Regions from separate parts of the Pan troglodytes genome. Here region 1 is linked to region 2. The links are chromatin contacts, called in public HiChIP or PLAC-seq maps. All regions are on one chromosome and are shown on one strand. The core of a region is the stretch at or near the end of the contact, and the rest is flanking DNA. Distances in the headings are between cores, read along the strand shown. Region 1 holds the start of DNAJB14 (DnaJ heat shock protein family (Hsp40) member B14). Region 2 holds the start of TRMT10A (tRNA methyltransferase 10A).

What was found. HiChIP or PLAC-seq counts read pairs in DNA pulled down with a chosen protein or histone mark.
Region 1: a contact with region 2 is called in an H3K4me3 HiChIP or PLAC-seq map of stem cell-derived excitatory neurons, with 10 times the contacts expected there. The contact joins the promoter of DNAJB14 here to the promoter of TRMT10A in region 2. A contact is called at or near these places in 2 of 7 Hi-C or Micro-C datasets (blood and stem cell-derived neural progenitor cells) and 1 of 1 datasets of contacts at active chromatin or transcription factors (stem cell-derived excitatory neurons).

What each region holds. Positions count from the first base shown.
Region 1 is chr3:101,400,132-101,406,753 of NHGRI_mPanTro3-v2.0_pri, forward strand. DNAJB14 (DnaJ heat shock protein family (Hsp40) member B14) reads right to left here and starts at 4,058. Exons shown (of 8, transcript XM_526640.7): 1 at 3,745-4,058. The coding sequence starts at 3,877. It overlaps H2AZ1 (H2A.Z variant histone 1), which reads right to left. Exons shown (of 5, transcript XM_517363.8): 3 at 6,579-6,622; 4 at 6,117-6,246; 5 at 5,391-5,829. The coding sequence ends at 5,768.
Region 2 is chr3:101,017,269-101,023,678 of NHGRI_mPanTro3-v2.0_pri, forward strand. It overlaps TRMT10A (tRNA methyltransferase 10A), which reads right to left and starts at 4,572. Exons shown (of 8, transcript XM_001167367.7): 1 at 4,368-4,572. MTTP (microsomal triglyceride transfer protein) reads left to right here and starts at 4,518. Exons shown (of 18, transcript XM_001167454.6): 1 at 4,518-4,692. The coding sequence starts at 4,551.

The sequences.
Region 1 (6,622 bases), core at 2,808-5,307, 380 kb after region 2:
TCTTGCCAATTTCTGAAAGTGTCTTATGTATCAGACTTCCTACCTGGCAAAAATAAAATGTTAAGAGGACAAAAATCCTGGAATCTAGCAGGAATTTAGTCTCATGTTTTACCATGTAAGAATAATGGAAATCAAAATGTGATCTTTTCTTTTGCCTCTCTTAGTTTAAGCATATCCAGACGAACATTCAGTCAACTTTCTGAGTTATAAGAATTTGGTGGTGGACTAGTATAAGTGAAATTCAGGGCTAAAATTTTAAAATCTAATTGTAACCAATAGCTTCGACTTCTTTCTATATGAAATATTTTATCAGGATCTCACACAAATGTCCTAGATCTTTCTCTCTCCTGAATTCTTAAATTGTACCAATAAACATCTTCTAGAATGTTCTATATAAAATACACTTCTCTGAGTACTGGCATATAACTTTATTTCAGCTCACATAAATCCTGTGATGACATCTTCACTTTACATATAACTAAAGAAGGCTCAGAGGAGTTAAGTAATTTGTCACTGGTGAAAAAGGAGTCAGAGAAAACATCTGCATCTGAACTAAGGTTTTTGGACTACACAGTTATCCCCTATCACTTTATTTGGTAATCACATACTGCCTTACATTTGTACTACCAACTTTCACCCTTACATTTCTTAATTTTTCCAACATTCGTGTCCTTAAGAGCAACAAACTGTGTTGTGCTTTGGTATCTTATAATATCTTTTAGGAGATTTATTCAAATTGTTTGCATGACAGAAGCATGATAGTGTGTACATTTGGGTGGGTTTTAAGAATTCTCAGAGCTTCACACTTGTAAAATGGGGATGACACCAAAATTAATTGAGTGCTTACTGTTAAATGCATTTAATCCTCACAACAGCACTATGAGATCAGTACATTGTCTCCATTTTACAGACGAAAAAGCTAAAGGCTGGAGAGGTTCTCTACCCTGCTCAAAAATAAGGTTACAAGCTAGTAGGTGGAGTCAGACTTCAAAAGCCAAGTTATTCTGTCTAGACTGCCTACTCACTTAATGTTAAAACTGTCCCTCTAGGACTAGATAATGACTAAATGAAATCATATTCAACAGTAGGGGAGGATTCAAAAATAATTAACTCCTGGCAATGATTTCTTGAATATGACAGCAAAAGCACACAAAAAAAAGCAAAAATAGAAAAATGGCACTACAACAAACTTAAAAACTTATGTGCATCAAATAGCACCATCAACAAAGTGATGAAAAGGCAACATATAAATAGGAGAAAACATCTGCAAATCACATATCTGATAAGGGGTTAATATCCAGAATAAATAAGGAACTCCTACAACTCAACAACAACAAAAAAAAAAACAAGTAATGTGATTTAAAAATGGGCAAAGGACTTGAACAGACATTTTCTCCAAAAATGGGATATTATAAAACTAGCCAATAAGCATATGAAAAGATGCTCAACATTACTAATCATCAGAGAAATGCAAATCAAAGCCACAATGAGATATCACCTCCCACTCAAGGACGGGTACTATCAAAACAAACAAAAACAGAAAATAGGTGTTGGCAAGGATGGTGAGAAACTGAAACCCTATGTACTGTTCATGGGAAAGTAAAATGGTGCAGGCGCTACAGAAACTGTATTGTGGTTCCTCAAAAATTAAAAATAGAATTACGGTATGATCCTACAATCCCACTTCTGGGTATCCAAAATAATTGAAAGCAGGCTCTTTGCATATCCTTGTTCATAGCAGCATTATTCATAATAGCCAAGAGGTGAAAGGAACCCAAATGTCCATAGACAGATGAATGGATTAACAAAATGTGGTGTATATATACAATGGAATATTATTCCGTTTTTTTACTGTAGTTTTTTTTTTGGTCTTTTTTTTTTGTTTTTTTGAGACGGAGTCTCGCTGTGTCGCCCAGGCTGGAGTGCAGTGTTGCCATCTCGACTCACTGTAACCTCCATCTCCCGAGTTCAAGCGATTCTCCTGCCTCAGCATCCCCTAGTAGCTGGGATTACAGGCATGCACCACCACGCCTGGCTAATTTTTTTGTATTTTTAGTAGAGATGGCGTTTCATCATGTTGGCCAGGCTGGTCTCGAACTCCTCACCTCAAATGATCCGCCCGCCTCGGCCTCCCAAAGTGCTGGGATAACAGGCGTGAGCCACCGCGCCCAGCCTAATCAGTATTTTTTTAAAGAGGAATTCTTCACGTTACAACATAAATGAAACTTGGGAACATTATGCTAAGTGAAGTAAGACAGTCACAAAAAGATACTGCATGAATCTACCTATCTGAGGTAACTAAAGTAGTTAAATTCACAGAAACACAAAGTAGAATGGTAGTTGCCAGGGTCTTAGGAGACGGGGCGGTAGGGAGCTGTCTGATTAGTACACAGTTGTGGTGTAAGATGAAAAAGTTCTGAAGAGTCCTTGCACAACAATGTCAATATACTTCACTAATGGACTGCACACTTAAAAATAGTTAAGACCGTAAATTTGGCAGGTTTTTAAACCACAACTTAAAAAATTATTAACTCTTTTCTTTCATTTTATTTTCCTGTCCTCATGGGTATAGTGTTAGAAGGCAATGTAATGGAAAGGATAGAGAGAAAAGCAAAGAGCACAGGGCTTCAACGACGTAGAGAAAAAAATTTAAGAGACAACAAAACAAGTGGCCCCATATTTTCATTAATAATTTTCTACAATTAATTGAATCTATCGATAACTTTCTTCTTAACCTGGAAATACTAATGGCAAGGCAACAGTGTAGCGGTTAAAGGCCTTTTCGAGTCTGAAAGTTCAGCTACTATTCTGAGTTTGCTACTAATTGTTGTGTGACCTTGGGTAAGATACTTTCATTCATTCGCTAATTCATTCATTAATTATCAGAAAGTCTGTTTCCACGTGGGTAAACCTGGTCAAGTGAATCCTGCACCTCTACACAGAATTGTTCTGAGGAATAAATGAAATAATCCATGCAAAATGTTAGGCACAACTATTGGCACTTTGTGCTCAATAAATGTTGGCTATTATTACTCCGAAGCCTATCGAGTAGGAAAATAAATAAGCTGAATTCAACTAAAGGAAACCCAGTACCATATTCCTCAGAGATTTGGTTCGTCGATAATCATGGTGTTATCAAATCAGATACTCTTCAGCAATCATTACTTCAGCAATGACTCTTGACCATTCTTGCCGAATGTGTGCTCTTCTCTTTTAAAGGAACTCTCTCCCAGGGAAAAGCAATGTCATCTCAGGTATTCGATGTTTGCTTTGGGAACAGTTTTCTACAGATCTCAGAAACATGGAATCTGAGATTAGCCACTAGAGTACACCATTCCTCTCACTTCGATAGGGGCCTAGGCCTTATGTGGGACTGAGAATGGGGAGGGAGGGGGCCACATAAACAACACAGATACAAATAAAGCCTCACTGTGGTAAGACGGGACCAGACAAGTCTCCTCCAGGGAGAATGAAACCCGGACATTTAGGACAGCGGAACGCGGAGCCGGCGGGCAAGCGGGTGCAGAGGAACCTCGCGCAGCATTCCCCGAGCCCCAGACCGGAGCCGGGGCTGGGGCCAGGGCGGGGGTGTGTCGGGATGCTCCCCACCGGGCCTGGGGCTGGGGCTGGCTCAGACAGGCCGGGGGCCCCGCAGGCTTCCAGGAGGGGCCGAGGTGGGGGCAGGGGCGGGCTACGCGGTGGTCTGGGGATTGGGCAGGAAGAGAAGGGACGCTGAGGTCTCACCGCGGGCCGAGGGCAGTGGGTAGAGCTTCTCGGCCTTCTGCAGGAAGCGCTGGGCCTTCTCGCGGTTGCCGGCGTTCAGGGCCTCCCGGGCGATCTCGACACATTTCTCAGCCTCATCCCTGTTCCCCTCCATAGCTTGCTCCTTCTTCCGTTTCCTCCGGCAGCGCAGCTAAGAGGGGCGGAAGCCGCCGCGGAGGAGGCGAGGCGGGACCGGCTGGGGGCGTGCGGCGGCAGCGGGGAGGAGCGCAGGGGACCGCGGCAGCGGCTGCGACGGCCCGGGCGGACGGGCGGGCCTCGCAGCTCCGCCTCCTCACGGCGGCCTCCCCGCCCCCCGCGGGCTCCTAGGGCGCGATCCGCATCCGTCCCGGCCCAGGACCAACCTCCTGGGCCGGGGCGTCCGAGCTGACTCGGTGGTCCGCGCACGGCGCCAGCAGGCTCGAAGCGGACCTGCCCGGGAGGCGGACGATAGCAGCCGGGCTGCCCATCGCGGGGAGGGGTTCTGCCCGGGACCCGATTGCCGGCATTGGAAGCGCCGTGCCCTGTGACGTCCAGGCGTGGCCCTCGCAGCTCAGGCCAGGAGGACGGGATCCGGGAAGGGGACACTCGTTTTCAGTGAAATTGCCAGGACTTGGAGGCTCCGCCTCTGGGCCCCTCAAGCGAGGGAGGATGCGGTCAGGTGAGGACCAAGGTGTCAGTCCAGTCTCAGCACTTCCGGGACACGTTAGAGCGTCGTTTGAACCTAATCTTAGGGCTTGTATGACAGCCTTATTTCAGCTACATTTTTTCTGACCCGGATGTCTGGCTATCCAAAGTACAAAGCAGTTTAATTTGTAGCTTGCAACGAGTGGTGCAGAGCGACCTTAATCCTGTGTAGCCAAAACAAGGCAGGAATCAGCCCCTCAGGGGCTGCCCTAACGAAAGCAAACTTTTGATTTCACCTTTTCCGTCCCATTTGGATAACATTACCACTTGGAAGTACCGTGTCTTGTTAGTCTTCGCGGTGGGGGTGGGGGGAATGTTTGCTATGTGCAAATTTTTTTTAAAAAAACATGACAAACTGTCAAAATGACCTGCTCAACCCAACCACAAGGTAACAATTTTTACATAATGCTGTGAGCCAAGCTGTTAATTCTGCTAACTACCATAACTCGGTACTTTCAAATAAGAAACTCTGCTTCCCTTCGATAAAATGGAGATAGTATATCCCCAATGATGTTACTGAGTACTTAACAACTTCAGACTTCAAAGCAGGGCCTGGCACGTAGCACTATTATCTTTAAAGTTTAAATTCGGAGTTCATTCTGTGGATATACAGGACATTCCTACCTATTCTCTCCCTCCCCAAGTCCACCATGCTAACAGCATACTAGTGCAGTGCTGTCACACAGCAAGCAAAGCCAATGTACAAACTGAAATGGTCACACTTAGCCTAAGAAACTGACAATCCCACTCCAGCTCCTGCCAACTTTTTAAATTAAAACTTTAGTAGCTCATTATATAACATTAAAAAAATATACTTGGGCTATCTCACTTTGTTGATCTACAGATTTGACAGTTCAGTCACAAAGAAATGTGCTTAGTTATTGCTGCTAGATGAGATACTCAAAACAAGTTCCTATTACAACCAAGCAAATTTAATACACAACTAGTTTGGGATATGACCTTTATTGAACTTATCCACCAGAGTGGAAATAATGTCTGTACAAAACCAAATGTTTGTTACTATAACTTCTGCATCACAATTAAAATCCAAACAGTTTTTTAAAAACAGTCAACTCAATCAAAACCCACTACTTCAGAATCAATAGCTTCTTTGAAGCCACAGTAACACTTAAATATGGTTAAGACTCGAATGCAGAAATTTGGTTGGTTGGAAAGCTAATTAAACTTCCAACTTGCTCAAATAGAATTACAAAAAGGCAAAATTGTGTTTTTCACAGAGATACAGTCCACTGGAATCACCAACACTGGACAGCTGTTAGAGTATTTAGAGTCCTGAGAAAACAAGGAATCCAGGCATCCTTTAGACAGTCTTCTGTTGTCCTTTCTTCCCAATCAGAGATTTGTGGATGTGTGGAATGACACCTAGGAGAGTGACAGGAATTAATTCTACTTAAGATTTTTTTAAAAATCACAGTATTTGAAACCAAGAAAGTGTACACTGTTCAACTTGAAAGGTATCTTTAAAAACGTGCAGCTCAAGTATGAAGTAAAAATTCATTGAGTTATACATATAAATCAAATTTCATGATACAACTATACTTCCATCATTGAAAATATACTTAAATTTCCTCTCCTGGAAAAACTAATTAAAAGCAGCAAAAAATTCCTTCCTCTGAAGAAATTTTTTAAAATGTTAGAAGTTAACATACCACCACCAGCAATTGTAGCCTTGATGAGAGAATCCAATTCTTCATCTCCACGAATAGCAAGTTGCAAGTGACGAGGGGTAATACGCTTTACCTTTAAGTCTTTTGATGCATTTCCTGCCAGTTCAAGTACCTAGAAGGCAGAATCTGTCAGTTGCCTTCCAACTTTCCTTTGGCCAAGATTCAGAGAACAGAATAAAACCCTCACAAACGTAGATCTACCAACTGGAATCGTTCCTCACTATCTGACTGGCAAGATATACAGGGGGCACGCAATTTTAATTCCAAGAGCAGAGAACTCAAGCTCAGTAGGATCCTTGTTGAACACCAGCTCCCTCTAGCGTTCTCTTAGGCCTCTCGCCGCGTTCAGGGCCTGGGAGTTTTCTTGCATCACTTTCCTCCTTCCCTCTTGCCGCCTCCCCGCCCCCCAAACCTTCTCCGGATTATAGGCGTTCACCCATTTACCTCTGCGGTGAGGTACTCCAGGATGGCTGCGCTGTACACAGCGG
Region 2 (6,410 bases), core at 3,322-5,821:
GTTTCATACACTACTGGTGGTCATGGTACAATTTTTCCAGAAGGCAACACATATATATGTTTTAAGAGCTTCAAAATCTCTATTTAGACACCCTTTGACTCAGTATTTCCTTAAATTTCTGTAAATAAATCAGAAATGCACACAAAAATGTGCACAAGAGTATATGCAATGCAGTGTTATTTTTAACAGTGAAAAGTTAGAAACCTCCTGAATGTCAGTGAAAGGAAACTAAACAATTACGGTTAATCTATAACATGGGCAAGGAATATTAAGCAGCCAGAAAAACTTATATATCCAAAAATATTTAATGATAAGGGGAAACGGTTATACATTAAACAAAATCAAAGAAAACAATATATACATTACGACCAACTTTTTAAAAAAGGTATACACACACACGTTTAATTCCTACCCACAGTTTTCTGCATTTTCTAAAGTTATATAATGAAAATATATTGTTTTTAATAAAACAAAAAATTTTAAAAAGAGATGAAAAGCATCTTTTCTATAGTCTTTTTTAATGCTGTAGAATGAGGGAAACTACAAAAAGACAGAACTGATTTTTAAAACTGAAATCAATAACCAAGAAATAAATTCACTTGATACAAATTAAAAATAGGGCAATCAAAATGACTTTAAAATAAATTTGGCTGAAATATTTCAGAGAGGTCATAAGGGAATAAGAAGTATAAGAACAAAACAGAAAGTTGTGATATAAAAGCAGGCTTTACTAAAAAGTAAAACAAGAATCAGTGAAAAAGAACAGAATCAGTGAAAAAGAATCTGTGAAAACTAGGAAATGAAGACATAAGTTCAATAGAAGAGACAAACTCCAGATTATCTGGAGTCCCAAGAAGTAACTGATGACTTAGAAGACAATCTGACTCAGGATGCAGACACAAATAGAACAGAAAAATAATATGGAGGAGCAGTAAAGACTTGGATAACAGAATAAGAGAGATACAGGAAAAAAAGGTAATTAGAGATAAACATATAGCCTTGAATGCATTCATTAATTTTTTTTAAAAAAGCTAGAAAGTAAGGTAAGCATTCAATTTAAGAAACTGGAGGTGGGGAAACTGAATAAGCCTAAAAAGGCTAGATGGAAAAAAATTTAAAAATATGTATTTTGATCCCCTGGATCACTTTTATTTTCCTTTCTTTCAATACACAATACATTAAATAAAATTCAGCTATGCAGGTATCCAAAACGACACCGAGTGGAGGAAACTTAAAAGCACAATTAAAATTCACAGGAAACAAATTGCTCTCTTCATGAAATAATAATATTCCAAGAGAGTACATTTCTGTTTATCAGTGGCATCATTTTCAGTTAGTTCTCTATTTTATTCAAAAACGGCATGTGTTGATTAGCTCTATATGAAGATTTTTTTTTTTTTTTTTTTTTTTTTTGGAGACAGAGTCTCACTCTGTCACCCAGGCTGGAGTGCAGTGGCGCGATCTCCGTTCACTGCAACCTCCACCCACTGCAACCTCCGCCTCCCAGGTTCAGGCGATTCTACTGCCTCAACCTTCTGAGTAACTGGGATTACAAGCGCGCGCCACCACGCCTGGCTAATTTTTGTATTTTTAGTAGAGAAGGGGTTTCACCACGTTGGTCAGGCTGGTCTCGAACTCCTGACCTCATGATCCGCCTGCCTCGGCCTCCTGAACTGCTGGGATTACAGGCGTGAATCACCAGGCCTGGCCTACGTGAAGCCTTTTTAAAGAGCAATGTAATGTTTTACAGGTCATGTACACCAGGGGGAGCATTTGCCTTTCCTATCTAAGAAGTCTTAAGTTAAATTTAATATGACCTGTCATAGTACATTAATGTTTCAATCTCTCAAACACAAGGAAAGGTCATGAGATGGTCAACATCTTCATCATCATCATCATCATCTTTTTTAAAACTATTCCTAACTAAGAAAACGACTGTACTAAGTGAAGTTTTTAGGCTTTAAATAAGCCAGGTGCACTGAGACAAATGGAATGCAACAAAAATGATGCTAACCTGATATCTTATAAATTATTCCGTATAGTATACTTTACAAAGATATCTACCAACTCGCACTGTCTACACTATACAATAAGTATAATGTATATCTACACTGCACTATGTACTAGCGTGTTCAGATTACCTGTTAAGCAAAACAGCATTTTATTAGGTATACTTGCTTTCTAATTGTTTTAGTTTGGGCAATAATTTATAAAATTCCATGGCAGAGTTTTTCATTCCTTTCTCACATGCAGTGATGCTCACAGTACATTTTCATTCATTCAACCAAGTTCAACAAATGTTCAAGAACGTATTTTACAGTAACTATAAAAATATTTGTGTGAGGTCGGGCGCAGTGGCTCATGCCTGTAATCCCAACACTTTGGGAGGCTGAGGTGGGCGGATCACCTGAGGTCAGGAGTTCAAGACCAACATGGCGATACCTCGTCTCTACTAAAAATACAAAAATTAGCCAGGCGTGGTAGTGGACGCCTGTAATTCCAGCTACTCGGGAGGCTGAGGCAGAAGAATCGCTTGAAGCCGGGAGGCAGAGGTTGCAGTGTGCCATGATCGCAGCACTGCACTCCAACTAGGGCAACAGAGTAAGACTCCCTCTCCAAAAAAAAAAAAAAAAAAAATTATATATATATATATATATGTGTGTGTGTGTGTGTGTGTGTGTGAAATTTTACTTCTGCATAAAATTTTAAAAATTTGTGGGGTTCATTCGCAGACATAGGTTATCAAGTGGGCTTACAAACTATCTCACTTTGTAAGGCAAGGACACATCCTACATCAATGAGCACCAAAAGAAAAAAAAAAGTTTTTTAAAACTGCATTAAGTTATGGATTGGGATAAAATAAATAATCGTCGTTAATTTATGACAGTCTCCTTTTCAGAAAAATCTCAACGAATGTGGGAATAATGCAGATTGGAATTAATGACTTGACAGCGATAGCAAAGGAATGCCTTTTTTTTTTTTTTTTTTTTTTTTTTTTGAGAGGGAGTCTTGCTAGGTCGCCCAGGCTGGAGTGCAGTGGCGCAATCTCGGCTCACTGCAACCTCTGCCTCCCGGGTTCAAGCGATTCTCCTGCCTCAGCCTCCCGAGTAGCTGGGACTACAGGTGCGCGCTACCACGCCCAGCTAATTTTTGTTATTTTTAGTAGAGACGGGGTTTCACCACGTTGGCCTGGATGGTCTCCATCTCTTGACTTCGTGATCCACCCGCCTCGGCTTCCCAAAGTGCTGGGATTACAGGCATGAGCCATCGCGCCCGGCCTTTCTTGTTTGTTTGAGACGGAGTTTCGCTCTTGTTGCCCAGGCTGGAGTGCAATGGCGCAATCTCGGCTGATTGCAACCTCCGCCTTCTGGGTTCAAGTAGTTCTCCTGCCTCAGCCCCCCCAGTAGCTGGGATTACAGGCATGCGCCAACACGCCCGGCTAATTTTGTATTTTCAGTAGAGACGGGGTTTCACCATGGTGGTCAGGTTGGTCCCGAACTCCTGACCTCAGGTGATCCACCCGCCTTGCCCTCCCGAAGTGCGAGGATTACAGACGTGAGTCACCGCGCCCGGCCAGGAATGCCCTTTTTAAAGACATGCGGACTAAACGTGGAGGAGCGAAAAGCCCTTTGTTCACTTCAGTTGTCAAGCCTTTTGGGCAGAGGGTTGGGAATGGAAGGGGCAGAGGAAATTCTTTCAGAAAGTGACAAGTAATGTGTTGCCATCCTCTTCATATCTGTAGAAAAATCCCCAAATTTAAAGTATTTCAGTGAAATCAAGTAACACTTCGATCTTTATAAAACTGTCCTCAGCTCACAGCACCTGCAGCAACTTCCCCTCGGGCTCTCTACATTTCAGAGAGTTCAGCGACGTCAGCCCTTTGCAGGAAAAATGAGGTAAGGCAGCTTTAGAGAGGTAAAGCCCACGGTCTCTAGCCACGAAGTGGCAGGGCCATAACACGCTTTCCGGCCCTTTAGAGTACAGATTTCCCACTGATTCTTTGCAAACTCACTTTTCACATACTACGGGCCGATGGCAACCCCAAAACACGCGCCGACGGAAAGCGCCCCACCACGGGGCGGAGCCTCGCCCACTATCCCTTCTAGGCTCCCAGCCAGCAAACGCATTTCAGAGACGGGATTAAGCTGTCTCTGGAGAACCAGGGAGCAGCTGGGTAGGCCGCGGGGGGCGCCTGTCATCGACGTCATTTCCTTCAGCAAGAGCGCCGCAGGCAACCACTTCCACACCACTGCTCCCCTCTCCCCCGGAAGCCCTTGTTGCTAGTAGGGGGCTGTGTGGCACGCGCCCCTTTGCGTCCAGAGAATACCATAGTGCGGGGGAGCGCCAACCAGTGCCAGGACACTTACCGAGCTGAAGAGTTGACAGGGAAGTGAAATCTCAGAAAGAAAGCCTTTCTGGGTTGGCCTGGTTACGGCTCACGCTTCCTTCCACAGAAACTTCAATTCCCAGAGGCAGGGGCGGTAGTTACACGGTGGAGGCTACGGCGGTTGCGTCTTACGTCATCGAACTGCGCCCATTTCGAACCCGCAATGGAAGAAAGGGGAGGGGTTTATGCGGGGCGGGGTCTGGAGTTAGTGTTTTGGGAGTGGGAGGTAGTTACAGTGATGTCTGTTTTTTCCCGTTCAAGAATTAAGTGTGTACCTGCAGACGTGTATTCATTCATATATTCTTGTGAGTATTGGATGAAGGAATTAAGATAGTCCCACTGTTAAAAATGCAAAAACAACGAAGAAAGGCTCCTAATTTTTCTGTGTTGAAAATGAGAGAAAAACATCTCTTGCCTATATTATTTTTAATTTATTCAGAAAATTACCATATCACATGATTTTACATAACTCAAGTGGAAAATTAAATTCAAAAAGTGAGTCAGATTCACAATAAAATGCATTTAAATTTAGAATCTGTAAGGCTTTTTTATGGCTGAAGTAAAACAGCCATAGCTTTACTCTTTATTCATTCCTTGAGCTATTTTTCCTATGCTGTTTTGCAAAACACCAGATGACATTTCATTGTTTATAATACTTGACCTTATATAATCTTTTTGCTATATATAGATCATGTCAACTGAGAGAGAAATGAAATACAATCCCGTAGATTGTCGTTTTCTATTTAGTTTTTTTCTCCTCTACTTCTAATAGGTGATTATTGCAGAATTTGAAGGTAAGAATGAGGTTTGCATCTTGAATAGAAGACTGGCTTCTCATATAGAAATAATTTTGAAGTAAATTATCCTTGATGCTTGAAGATATTTGAACATGTTTAAAGGCTTCAGTGAATAGAAAATTAAATCCAGAATTTGAGATTCTCTAAAAGAGCCGAAATTTCTTTGACTTTAGTTACAAAACTAAAGTCACTCTTGCCATAAGCCCTTAAATTTTACTTGAAACACTGTGTCAGCTATAACACTGTTGTGAGTCCCTCTTCTGTTTCTTCCTCATCTCAAACCTAAAAGATTTTGTTAACTGAGCACTGGCAAAAAAGTCTGGATCCACTTCTGATCTGTTAGTAGGGCATCTTTTTTCAGCTGCCTCCATATGAGGGCAAAGAGTAGCTGAGGGAGGATTAGTAATTGGATATGTAGCCCTTCATATGTAGGTCATTAAATTCAGGCTGGCAAAGTGATGTGCCAAATCTTTCCACAGCTGTTCAGTTGCTCCTATGGGATCTGTTTTATAAATAATTATACAGTTTTTTCAGAGTTAATACCTGGCATCCTTAGATATTTTAAACAAAGTTTTAAAGCAAAAAAAAAACTTCATATTCTAATAATGAAGTCAATAAATTTTCTTTTGACATAGACATTTAACTTTGTAGTCATTTGGTGCAAAATTTAAAATGATTCTATTATTAATCCAAAGTAAGCACCAAAAGAGCACCAGCAAAAGTCAATTTAACAAAAAATTGAAACATATAGAAAGTTTAAGACGGTGAAATCATGTGAAACAATAATTTCATTGATTTGTAAAATTATGTATTTATTTATTTGACACATGTATCGAGTTCTATGCGTTTTGTCTTAGTATTGGTGATACAGAAATGACGAAATCATGCTCTCTGTGCTTAAGGAATCCTTAATCTAATAGGGGAGCCAGCAGTAAATAAATACCATACAACATGTACTTGAGATGCTTGTACTTTGAAAGAAGCAACTAAATGCTCCTTGAGGCAGAGGACATAGTTTTGGAGATTAAATAATTTTGTTTCATCTTGGAAAGTAAGTAGGAGTTGTACAGGTGTCAGAAAAGTGAAGAAGTTTAAGATATTGGGAACAGTGAAAGCAAAGACCTAAGCGTGTCATAGTTTTGCACATGACTGAAAAGCTGTGGATAGAATGAGGAAGAAGGAGGAGATAATAACCCTAAGGGCTTCTCTAACTTGGACAACTGTAG